Regions from separate parts of the Sus scrofa genome. Here region 1 is linked to region 2. The links are chromatin contacts, called in public targeted proximity ligation maps. All regions are on one chromosome and are shown on one strand. The core of a region is the stretch at or near the end of the contact, and the rest is flanking DNA. Distances in the headings are between cores, read along the strand shown. Region 1 overlaps ZHX2 (zinc fingers and homeoboxes protein 2). Region 2 overlaps DERL1 (derlin 1).

Region 1 (4,020 bases), core at 65-2,564, 220 kb after region 2:
CACTTCATTATAACTTAGCCTAACCTGACACTTGTACATCTTACTCAGTGCCTGTCCAGAGGGTTCATGCGTGTTTGTCACAGAATGGCCAGTTATTCACTATTAACTTAAAACACGCACACATGGAGTTCGCCCTGTGGCACAGCAGGTTAAGGATCTGGCATTGTCTCTGCAACAGCTTGGGTTGCTGCTGCGACGCGGGTTTAATCCCTAGCCCGGTGCAGTGGGTTAAGTATCCGACATTGCCGTGGCTGTGACGTAGGTTGTAGCTGTGGCTCAGATTCGATCCCTGGCCCGGGAACTTACATATGCCCTGAATGTGGCCAAAAACAAAACAAAATAAAACCAAAAAACCCTCCCCAAAACAATAACAACAAAAATACACACATGACTGAAATCTCAACACCTGTTTTTCCTATTGTGTTAAGATGGGCCCAGTAAGATTGAGTTTTAGTAAACTGGCCATCACTCTTGTGACAAGTATTTTCTTCCCTCCCCAGAGGAAAAAAAAAAAAATTGGTGACAAAACTGTATGAGGACAAATACCTTGAGAATGAGAAGCTGTATTGGTGCCAGGAAGCATCTTTCAAGGGAAGGAGAAAAGATGCCCTGTTAGGCATTCTCGCCACGCAGCTCTCGTATGAGCAAAATAGCAAACTCTGAAAGGACATGCAGGGCCAGCATCTCTGGATCCTGTTCATTAAGGCACTTAACAGAGTCTTTCATAACCTTTAACTAACACGCCAGTGCTGTGATGTGGCAAGAACCTGGGTGCTGGTGTCACTCGGGCCTGGTTTTAAATCAAGTTCATTTCATAAAGCCTCAATTTCCTCATATGTAGAATGGGTATAAAGGTTTCTACCAAGTGGGTTGTTGGGGGAATAAAAGCAAAGCAAACAAGGTGGAGTATACAACACGCCAGGTTCAAGGGTTGGCACACGGCAACACTCAATCGGTCTGTCCTGTCCTACCACCTTTAGAGTTTGGTCTCAAGTTCAGACTCGGCCAAAAAACCCCCTTACTCTTGGAAGTGGTAGAAAGCTTCTCCAGTGCCACCTAGGGTACTGCTCTGGATGCCACATGAAAAGGTGGCCACGGAGTTCCAGAAAGGAAACAAAGAAGGGGAGCCGGCTGCACACAGAAGCCAGATGTCTGTCCAGATGGGGCAGCGGGGCTGAGCCAGGGAGGCAGGCAGATTGGCAGAATTTGGCCAAGAGGTCCCAAAGCTGGGACAAAGGCAGCCTGGGAAGGAAGCGTCCCTGACCGCTTCCTGTGACGAAATGGTCCAGGGTCTGTCTCTCCAAACACTGTCAAGGACCAGCCACCAGGGGCAGCAGTGGGCAGCCAAGTCTATTTAACTACCCTCATGCTGGCCCAGAACACAGGCTCCCAAACAGGCTTTGGGCAAAGAATCATTCACTCCCGTATAGAGCCATCCAGTCACTCCAGAGAGGTTCGTTTTGAACCTGCTTGGTGGGCCAGCCCTGGGCTGGTGCTGGGAATCAGAAGACAGAGGAAATTTGGCCTTGGGGTGGAGGGGTGGCTCAGAGTTTTTCAGGGAGACAGATGTGCCAGCTGCTCAAAACCCACACGCTCAGATTTCTAAGGGGTTATTTCCACGGCACACTACATTCTCAGAAGAGACAGCAATAACCCTCCAGCAGGAACGAGTAGCTTTTGCTAAGTTTAGGGGATGAATCGTCCTGGGCGGAAGGACCTCCGGTTGGAAAAAGAAAGAAAAGAGAGAGAGGATGGCACAGCCAGGATTCAGAGGTCGGTCACGCACGGCTGAAGTGTGGCGCACATGGCAGAGGGGAAGTGCTTGTGGCAAAATAGGCCTGGTGGCTAGAGGCTGGCTCTCAAAGAGCCACCATCCAAGGTCAGGAATCTGGACTCGATCCTACAGGTTAGAAGGTACTAAGCAGCAGTCCTTGGAACAGACAGGAAAGCCCACGTGAAATTTTTTGATTTTGAGTCCCTTGAGACTGGATGTATGCTTTTTCTACTTTGACCCACTCCCACCACATCCCACCGACCCCTTTAACTTGTTTCTGCTCCCTGCAAAGCCCCTAAAAGGTTCATGATGACTTTATGATGACTCCTGGGCAATGCTGACCAGGGGGCTTTTAGGTTAGTGGAACACAATCGGATTTGGCGTTTGAGAACCACACGTCAGTGGAGTGCAGGCGGGGAGAGAATGGTGACAGATGCCAAGACATGTTTTCCTTCCAGTAAGACTTCCTCCTTCCCTCTGATTGAAAAAACCAGATGCAAAAAAACCCCCGAAAAACAACAACAACAACAAAAGCCCAACTTTGGAAGAGTTTCCATCCGCTTTTGGGTAGTCAGGCCAAGCATGACTCCCCCTCCTATTTCAACACACACAGATTCCTTTTTATTCAATTCTGTTCATCAATTAAACAGCTATTTATTGAGCAAGTCCTCAGCCAGGGCTAGGGGTTCAGGTGGTGGGGGCTGGGAGATGGGGTGCGGGAAGCCAAGTGGAAAGCCCGTCTGTCCAGCAAGTCTGAGGTCTTGTCATGGTCCTCACACACGGTGTGCCAGCAGGGGTGTGCCAGGCATGGTGTGTGTGCAGGGCTGGGGAGGGCACCAGCCAGGTCTGAGCGGCTTTGGTCCTGTGGTTGGGCCAGCAAGCCGCCTTCCTCTGGGGCAGGACCACTGAGCTCCAGTTGTTAAGAGAGATGTGTCTACTTAGCCTTGCACAGAATCTACGTGGCTTCTGACCAAACCGAGCAAGAAGGCTCCCATCATCTCCATCATTTTTGCAACTGAAACAGACCTTCTCTATCCAGAAGCCTTGATGGGATTCCCCAAGCCCCCTATCAGGATCAGTCAGCGCATCCCTCCCGAATCCCAAAAGACCAGCAAGCTGATATGGTCATAACCCAGGCCACTTACAGGGCCCCTTGGCCCAGCTGGGGAAAACCAGGGGACCATCAATTCTGCACAAAGGACCCAAGGCTATCCCTCCCCTGGCTCAACTTGGCCCCCACAAGTATTGCCCATCAGGCATCTTCTCACTGGGAGCACAGCAAGGGCAGTCTGGCTTTGGAGGTAACGCAGCCTGACCTGGAGAATCTGCAGCCCAGCTCGGGAAAGCGGTGAGCTGAAGGAGAGCCAGTGCTGGGCCCTGTGATGGATCTTCCTCCCGCTCTCAGAACAGGCTCAGCAGGTCTGGGGAGGGCATGGATGGCCAGTCTCCTTCATCTCAGGCCATTTCCTGGTCGCTGGGTGACGGCTCTCCCATGGGAGAGGGGGTGAGGCTCCCAGTCAAATTTCCAGACCAGGGACATCCCTCAAACTGCAGTGGCTCAGAGGCGGCCTCGTGGCACACAGGTCAGAGATGCATTCATGCCAACACAAGGGTGCCAGTCAGTGTTCCCAGGGCATTGCCTGGGTGCCAGGCGCATGCTCAGCACTTCACAGGTATCGGCCCCTGCCACTGGCACAGCAGCCCTGTGAGCGGGATCCCGCCTCTGCAGGTCCTGGAAGGCAGGCTGTGTGGAGCTGCAGATGCAGATCCTTCAGACTGAGAGCCCCTCTGGGGAAGGGGCAGAGGACTGGTCACCTTCGTGTCCCTCCGCATCGCCACCCCATCACAGAGCACCGCGCCCTATGCACAAGGGGCAGGCTGGTGGCAGGGCTGGGGCAAGGGTGAGCTCAGCAGAAAACTAGGTGCCCAGGACACCACGTTTAAGGAGGCGCTCGCTCACTCCCTGATGGGTGCTGGTGCTGAGCCTGCACTCGCTGACCCTGAGCCTAGGGGCTCTCTTAGATTTTACACACCGGGTGCCTCATTTGCTTCACCCCAGTCCAGGCCCTGGGTAGGGAACTGGTCAGACTGGTGTGTGTGTGAAGCCTGTTCCTCTGCTCCCTAGCCCCGTGACTGGCCTTCTCCACCCAGCGCCTCAGTTCCCTCACCTGTATAATGGGGCTTATGACTATAGCAGAGGTTGGTGAAGACAGGGAAAAATCAGACTCCTCACCTGCCACTGGTGG
Region 2 (4,201 bases), core at 677-3,176:
TGGGAGATTTTCATTCAAGGATGGTTGACGTTGGATTGGTGGTTAACGAACACGTCTGATGTTTCTTTGAAGGCCTCTGTGCCAGTGAGCACGTGAGCTTCTTGCTCTTGTTACGTGCAGAACTCTGGGCGGGTTATCTCAGCTCTCATGAGGGCCCAGCTTTCCTCATGAAAAAGCCGGGGGATTATGCTTCTGGCCCTGGGATTACTGTGGGGTTCAAACAAGATGCTTGCCTGCAGTCCCAGGCTCTCTGCCTGGCCCCTGGCTGCCTTTTTAGGGATGGGGCAGACTTTCTAGGATTGAAAATGGGCCTTCACCACTCCTTGCCCTGAAAAGAAAGCCATTTCCTTATCCTGCTTACATATCAGAGGAGAGGGAGGGATTTAGTTGGGAACCTTCAGTGGGTATTTCAGAAATATATTAATTACTCTGTGTCCTTTTGAAGAGAGGAGCTATCTCCTGGTATTTTCAAATTATCATTTTAAAGCAATGCAAAAATAGTATTGCGTCCCTTAGATCAGTGAAGGCAAGTATAACTCAAGGGTAAGCTTAATGAACCGGGAAAAGAAGTGGGGTATTTTGACAGCCGCTGATTTCCAAAGCACAGGTGCACACAGTAGCTAAAAATAGTGTCGTGTCATCAGCGTGAGTGAAAAATATAGTCAGAACAAAACCCCGAGGATTCTTTTCCAAAATCAGGCCTGGAGTAACTTAGAGGAATATTTAAAATGTGAATTCGTAAAAATCAGGTCAGCACATGTCTCCTAAAAGATTGTAATAATTGACTTCCACCCACAGAATTTTTTTTTTTTTTTTTTTTTTTTTTTTTTTACAAAATACAGCTTTAATCTACTTTCTTAGAGCCAAGCTTTTACAAAACATGTGAGATGAGGAAGATGGGTGTCAAAGGACGAACATTACTGGGTAGATGAGGATGCAAACCTGGTCCAGACTTTCGCAAAGCCTCAGGGCTTCTCTAGAGCCAAGGTTAGGGCTGGCTGGCTTCTCTTCTTTTCCTCCAATGCTTTTCATAAACAAGGAGAGTGAATTTCTGGGCTTACCCTCAGTTCATTCCAGGATTATACAAGTAGTATAGCAGGACTGAAAATTTTTACTAGTTTTAATTATACCTCATAATAATGATGTCACTTGTGAGAGGCATTGTGAAAACAGAGGCTTAGTATCGTAAACTCTGGAGTCAGGCTGTCTGGGACAAAATTTTAGCTCTGCCACTTACTAGCTTTTATTAACCCTTTCTCATCCTGTTTCCTCATCTAAAAAATCCGCCTCCTGAGTTAGGGCATGTAAATGAGCATAAGAGCACACAGTGTTTTGTTTTGTTTTGTTTTAAGACCATGAACCAAAATAGAGCAAGTATTAGTGTATCATTCCTCTTTTACAAATGGAAATTGAGACTCGGGAGTGATAGCTTGAAAATCATTTCCAGTGCTCTTTCCATCAGACGATACTATTTCGTAATAAAATTGTGGATAAACCAGAGTTCCCTCCACGGCACAGTGCGTTAAGAATCCGACTGCAGTGGCCTGGGTTGCTGTGGAGGTGTGGGTTCAATCCCCAGCTTGGCACAGCGGGTTAAAGGATCTGGCGTTGCTGTAGCTGCAGCGTGGGTTGTGGCTATAGCTATGATTCAGGCCCTGGCCTGCGAACTTCCATATGCTGTGGGTGCACATAAAGTGAAAAGAAAAAAAAAAACAAACAAAAAAAACTGGAAATAAGTCAAAATGAATTTTAACCTATTTTGTTTTACTGATTTAATACAGGGTTGTTGGAAAGTAACTTTTGGGGTATGCAAGTGCATTTTCCTCCTCCAGGGAATTAAGCTCTTTGGGTCACACGCCTGTACTGGGACAGCATGACTTAGCAGCTGTGTCTGGCCAGGCTCCACAGCTGCTGCCCTCCGTTCCAGCCACGCCCAAATTGTTGGCAATATCCACTCATTTATTGTGCTCTTGCAGTTCTTTGAGACTCTGTACTCATTTTTCCAAGACCAAAGTTTCCCTTCCTTGTGCCCATTCTTGCTTCTTCGGTCAGACTCCCCATTATTTAGACCTCCTTAATGTGGGGACTGTGACTTTTCTGCTGTGCAATAAGGCACACAGCTCTCAAGCCAGGGGCCAGCAGCATGTTGGCGTTTCCACACATCTGGGAAGGCTGTCTTCTTCACTCTCTTACTTAACGTTTTTCTGGAGGTGTTAGCCAGTGAATTAGATAAGAATAAGATATGAAATTTTATTTACAGATAGAGTTGTATACTTGGACAGTACAAAAACTCAGCTTTCAAATGTGACAAACAATTAGATAATCCAGCTTTAATGACTGAGTATAAAAAAGAGTTTGCTTGCGGCTTAAGGATCCAGCATCACTGCAGTGGCTTGGATCGCTGCTGTGGCTTGGGTCTGATCCCTGCCTGGCCTGGAAACTTTTCTACGCAGTGGGCGCAGCCAAAAAGAGAGAGAGAGAGAGAGAGAGAGAAAGAGATACAGACAGCAAAAGCTCTATAGAAAACTGTATATAAAAGCTATGAAATCAGGAGTTCCTGTCGTGGTGCATCGGAAACGAATCCGACTAGGAACCATGAGGTTGCGGGTTCGGTCCCTGGCCTCGCTCAGTGGGTTAAGGATCCGGTGTTGCCTCGAGCTGTGGTGTAGGTCGCAGCTACAACGTGGCGTCTCTGATCCCACGTTGCTGTGGCTCTGGCGTAGGCTGGTGGCTGTAGTTCCAATTTGACCCCTAGCCTGGAAACCTCCATATGCTGTGGGTGCGGCCCTAAAAAGACCAAAAAAAAAAAAAAAAGCTATGCAATCACAACATTGTAAATCAACTATACTTCAGTAAAACTTGGAAAAAACTATGAAAGACTTCTTTCCAGCTGGAAATTTGTCATTATCACATTGAAATAATAAAGATGTTGGTTCTAGTTCATTTAGAAAAATAATGTTGAGACTACTTAAGAAAATTGACAAGTGGAAGAAAAACAGGAGAGGGGTGTTATTTAATAATGCAACTTTACCAGAGAAGAAAACATACCAAACTAAAAATTAAAATAGCTTGCTAGTGGTATTGGAATTTAATTCCAAACAGAGTCATCTAAAAGTAGACTTTCATATAAAAGAGAATAAATATATGATAAAAGTAGCTTTTCAAATCAATGGAGAAAAGATGGGTTACTTTGTAAATAGGATTGGGGAAATTATGGGCCATCTAGAAAGATAAATTGAAGACTTCCTATTGTGGCTCAGCATTAACAAACCTGACTAGTATCCATGAGGATGTGGGTTCGGTCCCCAGCCTCGCTCAGTGGGTTGAGGATCTCTCAGCATTGCCACAAGCTTTGGTGTAGGTTGCTGATGCAGCTCGGATCCCGAGTTGCTGTGGCTGTGGCGTAGGCTGGCAGCTGCAGCTCCAATTTGACCCCTAGCCTAGGAACTTCCCATGCAGTGGATGTGGCCCTTAAAATAAATAAAATAAATTGAATCTCTTTCTCACTCCTTGGGTGAACCATGAGTGTGTTACAATAAATCTGTGAGCACTTTGATGTCTTGGAGTGGAGTACTTGTAAGTGTGATGCATGATGGATACATTTGCCTACGTAAAATTAAACTTTTGTCTGTCAAAATATGGCAAAAATAACACGAAAGCATAAGTCTAATGACAGACGAGAAGATAATTGCAGCAGTGAGAAGGGGCAGTTCATAATACGTAAAGAAATGCAAATCTAGCAAAAAAATGAAAAAATGCTAAAATTTTAGAAATATGATGGTTAAAATATAAAATACACTAAATGAATTAGCAATGAGCTCCTGCTGTGTAGCACTGGGAACTATGTCTAGTCACTTATGATGGAGCATGATAATGGGAGAAAAAAGAATGTATACATGTATGTGAAACTGAGTCACCATGCTGTACAGTAGGAAAAAAAATTATATTGGGGAAATAACTTAAAAATAAAAAAATAAGATAAAATACACTAAACGGTGAGAGTGTGGAGAGAAAACAGGATTAATCTCCATTTAGGGGGAAATGTTTGGTGAAACGTTTTTGCAGGCATTTGGCAATATCTGGCCAGGTCTTAGTCCCTCTGGCCCTCGAGGCTCCTCGCTGCGGGCCTGGGGGTTGAGCTGCTGCAGTACTGATGAGAAAGTGACCCAGAGCTGGAGGAAGCAGAGGAGGAAATGGCAGC

What was found.
Region 1: a contact with region 2 is called in a targeted proximity ligation map of skeletal muscle. A contact is called at or near these places in 1 of 47 Hi-C or Micro-C datasets (liver) and 2 of 2 datasets of targeted methods (alveolar macrophages and skeletal muscle).

The regions. Positions count from the first base shown.
Region 1 is chr4:16,537,692-16,541,711 of Sscrofa11.1, forward strand. The region is part of intron 1 of ZHX2 (zinc fingers and homeoboxes protein 2); the gene reads right to left. Among named protein-coding and RNA genes, the nearest start is that of ZHX2, 14 kb to the right of the region's middle.
Region 2 is chr4:16,317,260-16,321,460 of Sscrofa11.1, forward strand. The region is part of intron 1 of DERL1 (derlin 1); the gene reads left to right. Among named protein-coding and RNA genes, the nearest start is that of DERL1, 9.0 kb to the left of the region's middle.